Linked DNA regions of Anas platyrhynchos: region 1 is linked to region 2. Evidence: chromatin contacts called from public Hi-C data. All regions are on one chromosome and are shown on one strand. Each heading gives the region's core, a stretch centred on a gene start, on an enhancer-like site or on the middle of the called end of the contact. The rest is flanking DNA. Distances are from core to core; before and after follow the strand shown. Region 1 overlaps LOC113842832 (myosin regulatory light polypeptide 9). Region 2 overlaps DLGAP1 (DLG associated protein 1).

The links. A called contact is a pair of places that touch in the nucleus more often than the background predicts.
Region 1: a Hi-C map of subcutaneous adipose tissue shows a contact between it and region 2, with 5 times the contacts expected there. The contact joins two enhancer-like sites. A contact is called at or near these places in 5 of 8 Hi-C or Micro-C datasets (F1 follicle, liver, skeletal muscle and 1 more).

What each region holds. Positions count from the first base shown.
Region 1 is chr2:52,796,045-52,801,619 of IASCAAS_PekinDuck_T2T, reverse strand. It overlaps LOC113842832 (myosin regulatory light polypeptide 9), which reads left to right. Exons shown (of 4, transcript XM_038173748.2): 4 at 3,088-4,024. The coding sequence ends at 3,260. Among named protein-coding and RNA genes, the nearest start is that of TGIF1, 38 kb to the right of the region's middle. Within about 2 kb of position 2,614, at least 2 of the 8 cell types and tissues checked have an H3K27ac peak or open chromatin away from gene starts, as enhancers often do. A contact at or near this core is called in F1 follicle and subcutaneous adipose tissue, where this site is marked.
Region 2 is chr2:52,667,144-52,672,222 of IASCAAS_PekinDuck_T2T, reverse strand. The region is part of intron 6 of DLGAP1 (DLG associated protein 1); the gene reads right to left. All of the region lies in intron 2 of LOC106015381 (a long non-coding RNA gene), which reads left to right. Among named protein-coding and RNA genes, the nearest start is that of TGIF1, 91 kb to the left of the region's middle. Within about 2 kb of position 2,857, at least 3 of the 8 cell types and tissues checked have an H3K27ac peak or open chromatin away from gene starts, as enhancers often do. A contact at or near this core is called in F1 follicle and subcutaneous adipose tissue, where this site is marked.

The DNA of each region.
Region 1 (5,575 bases), core at 1,365-3,864, 130 kb before region 2:
CAGTTTTGCTTTATCAGACTTTCAAGGTTGTGTCTGCAATCATGAAGCTAGAGTTTGGGCTTTTATTTACTTACTCATGTAGGCTGAGGTTCTGCAGAACTGGGTAGCGACCAGGGATGGATCCTGAGGGCAGTCTGTGCAGTCACAGTGTCAGGGCTGCCCTGCTAGTGCACGCAGAAATCATGCAGTCACATCGAGAGTGCAGGCTACACCTGTAAATCTTCTCACAGCTGCCTACCGAAATATTTCAATCTAATTTGTGGATGTGTGCTCTAGATTCTTTCAAAGGATATTATTCCGTTTCAAACAGCTATTTTCTGTCTGTGTATTTTTAGCACCTTTTGCCTTTTCAAAGTGCATCCCCTTCCTGCTGGGATGTAGGTAAACAGGCTTTCTGGTGGTAAGGCCTTTTCAAATGTTAATTGACTTCCTCCCTCTCAAGGGAAATCTCTTTACCATCTCCTAGAGAAGGAAGTTTTGTTAGTAGGTTAATTATTTTCTCTCCACAGGTAGTCTGACTCAATGTGCTACAGGGTTTTTTTGTGTGCACGAAAACAAGAGCCTGTGAATTAGGATATAAAGAAAATGATTGTGCTACCCGTTCTTTTAAACAGTGACCTTCTGTGTCTCTGTAAATAATAAGTTACTAGTTCAGGCCCCCATGTACTGATAAGATTGATTTTTATCATCTTTAAACTCTCCATGATAAATGTTTTAGTTTAGTCCCAGGATAACTTGAAGGTAACGATTTCACAGTCCGTTTTATGTCTTGTGCCATCCTCAAGTTTTAACCAGGAACCATGTTAAGATATTTATGCTGTTTTATTGATTTTTGAATGATGATCATCAAACCGCACTTTAAAAAATGAAGCATAAGGTAGAACCCATGTTGTCTTTGCCTGTTATTCATCTTATGCTCAGATTTGAACTTTCTTTTCCTTTTTCCTTCTTTTCACTTAATAATCTCCATGTGTCTGTGTTACGGACCTGATTTTCTACTCGACATTAGTGTAGTTCTTGTGAAGGAAAATAATCCAAATCAGATCCTCTTGATGAGGATAAAGCAGTTGTACGTATTTTTACTTACTTTTCCTATATGGTCCATCTAGTTGGGTATATTACTTCAGCATTACTGTCACATAAACCAGTAGTACTATGAAATTAGTATAAAAGCTTATATCTGTCTTCTAAATCGGTGTAACTTTTGTCTGCTGTTTGATCCTGCGCTGTCATCTGTTTTGTGCTGCCTGCCAAAGGCTGCATCTTAAATTTTGCTTCATTAATTTATTACTCCCTGTCTACGTTGAAATTGTGTGTGAGATTGGTTTAGGGATAGTGGGTAGACTTTATGCTTTATAATCTGTGCTGCTAAAACTTTTAGCGTATGCGTCTGGCAACCCAGTTCAGTGCTTAAACACCTACCAACTCAGACAAAAGCGATTAAGTCCTCGAGGCTAAACTTGTACCACGAAAGGCCTTGCATTCTTTGAATACTAATCCTTATGTCATCTCTCATCACTATTTGGTCTCTGTAGCACTACAGAAGGAAAAAGCCTTCTGTATTTAGTTTGTTTTGTCTGTGTCATGTCCTGTTGTGTCACCCCCTCCCCCCTTTGCTCACACCTGCAAAGAGACAACTGCAAAATTTGACCCAATTAAGTAGGGCCTGGCTAATTGAACATTCCCCTCCTGATTTTAAATGATAACATTGCTGTTAGCCTTCTTCATTTGGGGTCATTAATCATGGACTTGTCTGCACTAGGATATGATGCTGTTTCAATTAGCATATGTTGTAACATGTGTTTGTTGTGTTTTTTGGTGTTTTTTTTTTTTTTTCCCCTTCCCTGCAGCATAGACCAACCCCAGGGTAATTTGTCATGCTCATTGACTGCCTTTTGGTTCCCTGATTTCCTTCTTGGCTTTCTCTCTAATGAACTCTGTTTGCTCAAGCTATACAGCTCTTTTCAAAGCAGAATTCTTTTTTTTGTAAAAATCACATCCTAACTAATTCTACATCAGTCACTGTTGGTGTCTACTTATGATTTCCAGCTGTTCTGCCCAGAAAAAAAATTTTGTTGGCAACATACTTCTACCTCCATTCTGTTGCTGGTATTTCTCCAACTCGAGTTCAGTAACAGCTTTCTTTCTCCAAGGAAGCAACTATTGTGCATGTAAAGGCATGATAGGTCTTACTTCAGCATTAAGCAGTTCCTGCATTCTCAGGTCTGTCTCTTTTGCACATTCCTTTTTTAATCTCTAAACTTTCCTGGAATTATTTGGCAGCTGGTGGTTCTGCCCACCTACTGAAATTGAATTGACAGAGCTTTCTTTGCAGTAATAAAATCATCAGCCTCTCCTTTTTATATCTTTGATAGTTTCCTCTAAAATCTGCTAACATTTTGTCATTTAAAAAAGAAAAAACAAAACACCTCGTTGTATATCCTACCTCTTTTGACTAGTTTTTCTGCCTCTACTTCTCCATGGTAAACATTCGTGCTCCTTCCTGAGTTAACTTGCTCTATCCTGTCTGAGAGTCTGATCTATTATAAAACTCTACCCCTGGATGCATGCCAGCAGTTCACTGCATCCACATAAACCCTCCAGCAACGGCGCTGTGCAGCGGTGAAAAGCCAACCAGTGGTTATTTAGTCCCCACAGGAAACTCGTTTATAGAGGATGCACACATGTATCTAATTAAGTCAAGAAAAATAGAATTCAATCAAGAGAAGTGCTTTCATAATGAAGGTTAGCAGTGACCATATTCGTAGCTCAGGATTGTGACTTTTGACTTTGAACTGCTGAAGATCCATGTAAGGAAATAGATATTATTAGATCACAGCAGATCAGGCCTTCTAAAAAAAATTTGTATGAAATGCATCAAAGTTCTCTCCCTCCCCTTTGCATTCAAAAAATTGCTTTACAATTTGTTTAAGGAAGTACTTCGGGCTTTTGGTGCAAATGCACATCCTACATGTTGTGTTAGGTGATTGCGTGTCTGTCGGCGGCCGTCGCACATTCATCCTGCTGCTTTTCAAGGCTTGCTAAGAAACAACTTCCTTTTGTGTTTCCCTATACCTCACCCTGTAGGGGTTATTCAAGAGGACTACCTCCGAGAGCTGCTGACGACAATGGGAGACAGGTTCACAGACGAGGAGGTAGATGAGCTCTACAGAGAGGCACCGATCGACAAGAAGGGGAATTTCAACTACATCGAGTTCACGCGCATCCTTAAACACGGAGCAAAAGACAAGGATGACTGAGCAAATCCCTGATACCTGCAGATAATGCTTTTTTCCTTTTCCTCTGGATCTGCTTGTTTTCCTCTTTTCTTTTTGGGACCTTTTGCATACATTTTAGTATTTCAGCTTTTGCCTCTGTGTACTCCGAGGCTGCTCAGGCACACCTGCACCTTTGCAGTAAGACTGGAAATGGGCAGGGAGAAAGGAAAGCTTAGAGTGGCAGAGGCTTAGGAACAGGGATCAGTGATTTGGGAGGCACAGATAAAAATGTCAGTGTTACTCATCCTAGCTAGATTTTTGCAGTTTATGATAATTTTTTTTTCAAACAAGACACTGCTATGTTAAGTATGGCATTAAACATTTTCATGCCAGAAGTGGACTGTTTATCTAATCATATCTGTAAATATTTTTGCAGCTGTATACAACCATGTTATCTATTTTTGCCTTAAAAATGAGTCATGAATCACTTAAGCATACTGATTTTGTACTTCAGTGACCGAGTACTTCAATTCTCAGTGACTGAGTACTTCACTTCCTACTGTGAGCATACATGATGAAGAAATTCCCATCCTTCAAATTTTAATCCATTGTAAATTAATGATTTTTGTCTTAGACTTGCACATTAACATGTTAAAATCCTATGGGTGTAATTGAGGAGATGTTTTACCATCTTAACTCCTCCATTTCTTGACACTGAGCACAATATTAATACTGCTTTTTAACCTTACATGGTTAATTCTAGTGCTTTCTTTAAAATAATAACAATAAAAGAAACCTGTGTATGAGCCAAGTGTTTGACTGATGCCTTTCACCAGATCTCAGCGCTAACAATACAGAATTCATCGTCTTTCATTGCAATCAGTTTTTTTTCTTTCTTCCTATCTTTTCTGAAAATACAGTGAGGATGGGGCTGGAGGAAGAAGGAAGGTGTGCTGCCTCTATGCTGTTTGTTTTCTATCTGAAAATACATTATTCTTGCCATCCAAATGAAGCTATATACAATATATTTTGAGAGCTTCTGCTGTCTATAGTGCTTCGGGTGTGTGAGGGGAGGGCATCCTTTTCTGTTCCATTTCTCATCATTATGTCCTCTAGTTACGTGGTATGAAACGTGTGACAGATCTGATACAACGTTTGCAGCATCTTCAGCATAATTTGAATACCTTTTGGTTCTGTTTTCCTTTTTTTTGGTGGAGAGAAATGGTGATCTGAGTTGTTTCCATCACTTTTAGGAATTACAATGCTCCCCCTTAGGAATTCAGGTTACAAAATCCAGAACTGGCTTTTGGCTAGGAGTGTTTTGCTCCTTCTGGGTAGGCTGCTTTCGTAAACTGCATCTCAATAGAGGCCGATGACTGTGTTAGAGATACGCAGTGCTTCATGAATAACCTACCAGCACTCTTGAGAAGGGCGATGCCATAAAAGCCATTCACCTTTTAGCTTATCCTGGGGGAAACCATGAATGTAAAAGGTTTGATGGAAATGCTGTTCCACAGCATATCTGATACATTAGGGCTTACCAAGGATATTTACTCGTCCAGTTCCAAACACAGTAAGTGCTGTTAGGAAATGTCTCTGGCATTATTAAGCCATACAAAAGTGTGTTTATGTACGTGTGTTCTTGCAGTAAATACTTCCTGAGCTAGTCAAAACTTTCAAACCAGCAGGAATTTTAAGTGGGATTAGATGGTACGGTGATTTAAATGATAGCTCTGCTAGTGCTCTTGGTCATGTTAAATGGTGGTACTCGGATCCGTAACACAAGGAGAAGGTTGTACAAACCATCACTCAGTTTAAAACTTTTTCTGTAGATAGTTTAAAAAGTAAGAATTACCATGGCCTTGACACAGGTTTGGGTGTAAAGGGGCATGTAAAATGCTATGATATGGGACCTTCTTGTCATTTTTAGGAAAGTAACTGTGTAAAACTTGCAAATGGGTGGGTTTATTTTCATCTAAAACAATTTATTATCACTCTATCATCTTTCAATCTCTCAACTATGACCTGGAAGTAGTGTGGTGTTCATCGTGGTACTGCATTAGGAAATGTGCCGTGTTCTGTCTGGGACAAATCCTGCTTTTTGGTATTTATTGATCTGTATGGAGATGAGAGTGCTGGGAATCCTCCTCCTCTGTGGATATGACAGAGGTACGCTCATTTTGCCAAATTTCTTAATTTTTAATGGCTCTTGCTGCCTGTCAGAAGCAGCTCTGGTGCATCTCCTCTGCCTTCACAAAAGAATGGGACCTGTCTGGACACATAAAGCACCGCAGGATGCTAACTGCAGGCCTATAAGGAAAAAAATATGGAAGACACCGAAAACAGGGGGGGAAAAG
Region 2 (5,079 bases), core at 1,608-4,107:
TACGATTCATCATAAAAGCTACTTTAAAAAAAGTATCATTTCTCTTCATCACAGTGCCACAAGTCTGTTGCAGAAGAAACACCTGCACTATTTGGGAGCTGTGGGCAAGTCACACAGAAATGTTTTAGCCTCACATGGAAATGTCACGTGGAAATGTTTAAATGTCTGTGGTGAAAAAGTCCACAATGAAGGGAAGGTTCACAGTAGCTCCTTGCAGCTCCTTTCAGAGCACTTACTAAGGTCAAGGTTTGATGGTAGCTGTTTTCCATGGTAGTACTAATGCAGGTACTTGTGCATTGCTACTTCTGCATTGCTACATCCCCACTTGTACCAAAGCACAGCTGTTGGAGGGTTCTGCCAGCCAGATCAGGTACATGACTCACATCTCATCTTTCAAATTCAGGCTTTTCTACCTTTCCCTTGGCTATTTTTTTAAAAGCCAGATTCACAGCACAGCTCCAGAAAGCAGCTGTATCAGCAGAGCTGGAGGGAGCAGTAAGCTGTGAAATAGGGACACAGACACTGTATGACAGTACTGCTTCTGAATACAGCGTGCTGTCACTACAGCCTAACATTAGGTGCCTGTCTTTTCACTGGCTATGGAAACAGCTGAGGAAAATTTGCTTTCCTAAGGTGAAGTTGGCCTTCATATGTAACCCTTACTTCTCTTCATATTGTGGGTACTTTGAAATCTGTACACTGATTTATACCTTCACAATTAGGAGCAATGTATTACCTTCTAGCTAGGGAATCAGGCCTGAATTCACAGCAATACTGATATTTAAATACCTTTACATAAGCAAACCTACTTAAACATTTGGTCTGTGTAGGACTTTCTGTGAAGTTTACCAGGCACCTATGCACATCATCAATTACCTATATACATTTCTCCTGTACATTTATGTTGGTATAATTAAGATGAGGATTTGTTTCTACTTCTCTTAGGGTTCTTTTTACCTATTGGAAGAAAAAGATTTACTGCCTGATAATTTGTGTATGCTTCTGCTTTAATGAATCAAAAATTAAATACCAACCTCTAATAACAACCAGATCTTTTAAAAAGATCTCTACTGTGTCAACAACCTGAATGTATTAAGCATCTTCTCTGTTCACCATTATAACAATGCCAAGATCCTCTTTTTATGATGGTAAGCTCTGGAAAGCTGACGCACCTGAAAAAGGAATAGGCTGGTCTTTGTTGCAGCTTACACACCTACACACCTGCAATAAGAATGTTAAAAAAAAAAAAAAAAAAAAAAAGCGCTTTGTTGCAGAATCCTTAAGGGTGGCAGCACAGTAAAAGTCAGGGGTATATAATTTAACATCGGGCTCTGCCTGGATTTACTCTGCTTTTTCTAAATGAAGTAAATAAGTAAATGTCTTATCAAAGATGATTTTTACAGCATACCCTTTTCAGAACCGAACTTTGAAGTCTTTGCTGCTGAAAAGACAGCTGGATTGTGTAATGAGATGCTCTTTCCTTCATAATCTACAGGTGAAACAGTGTACTGGCTGTGGAAAGTTAAGCATCTTGTAAATAAGAGAAACTAAGAGCAGTCAGTGCAGAAGCACTAATTTCATGTGGGGAAAAAGCAGTGAGTGAGTCTTAGTTTTAGTCCATTGTCTTGGAATTTCAGCTGCAAACTGCAAAAGCTTCCCATCTGCCCCAGTATTATGTAAAGTATAATGGAGTTGAGTCAGTTTGCTTGCTTAAATGTTTTTCTAAAAAATACTGGCACAGATTCACCTTGGGGCTGCCCGTGTATTTTCTTTCAATCAGTTACTGAAAACTGAGGGGTTACAAGAGCCTCTATATGAAGAGCACAGGGGACTGACTTTTCCTGGTGTGCGCCATCTGAGGCTTTGTGGGTTTCTGGCTTTCAGCAGGCACAGAGTCAAAATACAGGTCTAGCTGCTGAAAGGGCAGAGGCACAGCCATAGTGTGCTACAGGTGAAGCTCAGGGCAAGCTGACAACACTTGGAGGCTCACAGAGCAGTTATGTATTGGCACTGTGCCTTTTGGGTCAAGACCATGTGGTGCACTGAAGTAAGGATCCTTTGCAGTCACGGGACAAAGTTACAGAAGCAGAACAGTGGTGTGCCTCAGCTGTTTGAGATCTAGCTGCAGGATTGAGACCTGTGATCTAGTGTTGCAGAGAACAGTCCTGCAACTTTTTCTTATCTTTTTTTTTTTTCTTGGTAGAAATATATAAGAGGCTTGATAGAAGTATATAGGGTCCTCATATATAAAGTCCCCAAAACCTTAAAATTCCAATGAGTATCCCACTGGTTTCTTTCCCACCTATATACCCATATTTGCTTCCACAGAAAACTGGGACACCTGCGGAGATGGTTGCATCCTGGTCCTGTTCCAGCATGCAGCACTCCTTGGGACCAGGACTCTGAGAGTCCATTGACCTGACCACCATAGACACTGGTACGGGGTATGGGATAGGGCAAGTGTGGATGAACCAAGAGAAAAGACTTATTTAATAAATATTTGAAAATGGTTATTTCTTATTTCCTGCTCATCTGGCTCTGAACACTGACCTGTTTTGTATTACAAATGTACCTTGAAAAGTTATTAGACTGTAGGTGGACGCTGTGTAGCAATTCCTTGGTACAAAGCACCAGTACACTGGAGTCAACACTGAAGAAAGGTGAAGAATGCAAACTCTTTCAAACGTCACTAGAATGAATAGCTTCACCATCTGCATTTTTCTAAAGCCGTATCATCTGAGCCTTTTCACTCGGTTAGAAAACAGTCACGCTATTTAAAAGCACCGTATCCCGAGGCGTCCCTTTCACAGATCTGTAGTAGAACAATAACTCCCTCTGGTGTTTGCCTGCTATTGTTACTTCCTCAGGCACAGCACCAGGAAACCCTGCTAGATTATGTGTGTACCATAAATACTGTTTCCTTGGTATTGCACACTGTGGACAGGAAGGACAGTGCATGCATGTTGGGCAAACATCGCCCCAAGGGCCACTTACATTGCAGGTGAACATCACCTGGACACTGAGAAGTGGATTGCCAACCTTCGCTGCTGCTGAACGGCTTGCTCTGCCAAAGACTTATTAGCATGCTCCCTGCATTTATTTAATTACACTAACAGTAGGCTTACTGCAATGTGTCTGGATGCTTTATTTGATGACTACTGGAACTTACCGACACAGTCCCAAGAGAGTCGGGATACATACAGGGCTATGTCAAGTGGCTGGATGGTAGTTCAGAGTTAATGAATTGCTGTGCTCTGCTCTTGGGACAGAAAATGTGGAACTTCCATTCAGCTGCAAACTTATTTACAGGAATGCTGTCACAGCTTCAAGGCTCAAAGCTGTAACAAGTGAGTTACAAGCTATATCTGCAGGCAGAGGAAGCAAAATAAGATGCAAGAGAATTAAGCTCCTGTCCTTAGGGCTAGACCCTACCTATCCATTGCCATAGTAATGCTGATCATCGTTTTTTAATATAAAATTTACTAGAAAATATAATTTCTTAATGTTAAAAATATACCACACAATAATTTAAAAGTAAACATACAGTATTTTTTCCCCAAATTTTTGCCGTAATCAGTTGAGGAAAACAAATCTACAAGAGAAGATGAAGAAAAATAAATATTTGAAATATGGCTTTTGCCAAGGAGAGGAGGCTATTTTGCTGGGCTGCTTAATAAAAATTCCTTCCACAGAATCATGTAATTATTCAGCTGGATGTTCTCCCCAACCAAACGTAGGCTTTTTACATTTGACCTAAATTTCTGGAGGGATTTTTTTTTTTTTTTTCTTCAGCATATCACTGAACAGGAATCTGTAAGCTGATTATTGTTGTTGTTAATTCACTTCTGACTGCAAACATATCTTTGCGTATTTTAAACACTGGTATACAGAGCTGAAATCAGAAAAGTTAAGAGTCTCTCTCTTGAAAGCTCACACTAAATCCTGACTGTCTGGCACCCTGATCCTTGCTACAAATAACCCTGTGACAGAAGGCTCCCTGGCCTTGTATTATATCAAATGTGTAACCATACTACACCTTTGATGTAAAACAACTCCCCTTTAATGTGCTGTAATCTGTTATTCTCTTTGTCTCTCAGATAGTAATCCTCTTGCACATGGTAATCCTCAAAATCACATATGTTCTTTAAAGCTTTTATTTTGGAAATTACTCATATCCTTTTATTTATTTATTTATTTATTTATTTATTTATTTTCTCTCTCTCTTTTTTTTTTTTTTTTTTTTTTTTTTTTCTGGGCACTGCCAACTAAATACTACCCAAATGTCTTTCATCTATCTTGGACCTAGGCAGGTGGAATGTTTTTATGTTCCAAATTCACTATTTGGTTGGAACTGGGTCAACAAGATGAACAGACAGTTTCTAGTCATCTGGCAGAATGGTAGCATGCCTGCTTTTTGTTTGGCCAAAACAGATGTATAAAATTTCTGGGACAGTTAACAGGAAACAAGTGAAACAACATTTTCTATTTGGGTTGTAGAACAGAGGAATAGGGAAAAAAAAAAAAAAAAAAAGGATTTAGTTGTCTAGAATGATTTTAAAATATCTTCTTCTGGACTACTAAAACAGGATAGTAAAAGAAAAATTCTCACCTCAGCAGTAATAATCCAGACCCTTAGCACTGGAACTTGGACATTTACAAGCATGCTACCAGCTACTCAAAGTTTCATTGTTGTATGATGAAACGTTTTTAGATATTGCAACCTTAAGTCAGAGGTAGTAGAACACAATGACTTCATCAGAGCAGCATGTTTGTTTAAATGATCTAATCTTGAAAGTGGGTGATGACTATGATGTGAATATCATCAGGTCAAATATAAGATCTTATATGACATAAGCTACATTAATTGCAAGACATGATGAATATTTGCCTAAGTGTTCAAAAGACCTTTTTCTTTGGTTATAAATGTGCACTTTGCCATAAGCAATTTACAGCAAGCTGGATGGAGTTCTGAGGTATAGCTTCCAGTGATACAACAGCACAACCTGCTGATCACACCATCTCATCTTGCCTGTCCAAGCAAAGTCAGCCTGTGCTGCTTGCTCCCTGGAAGTCCAACCT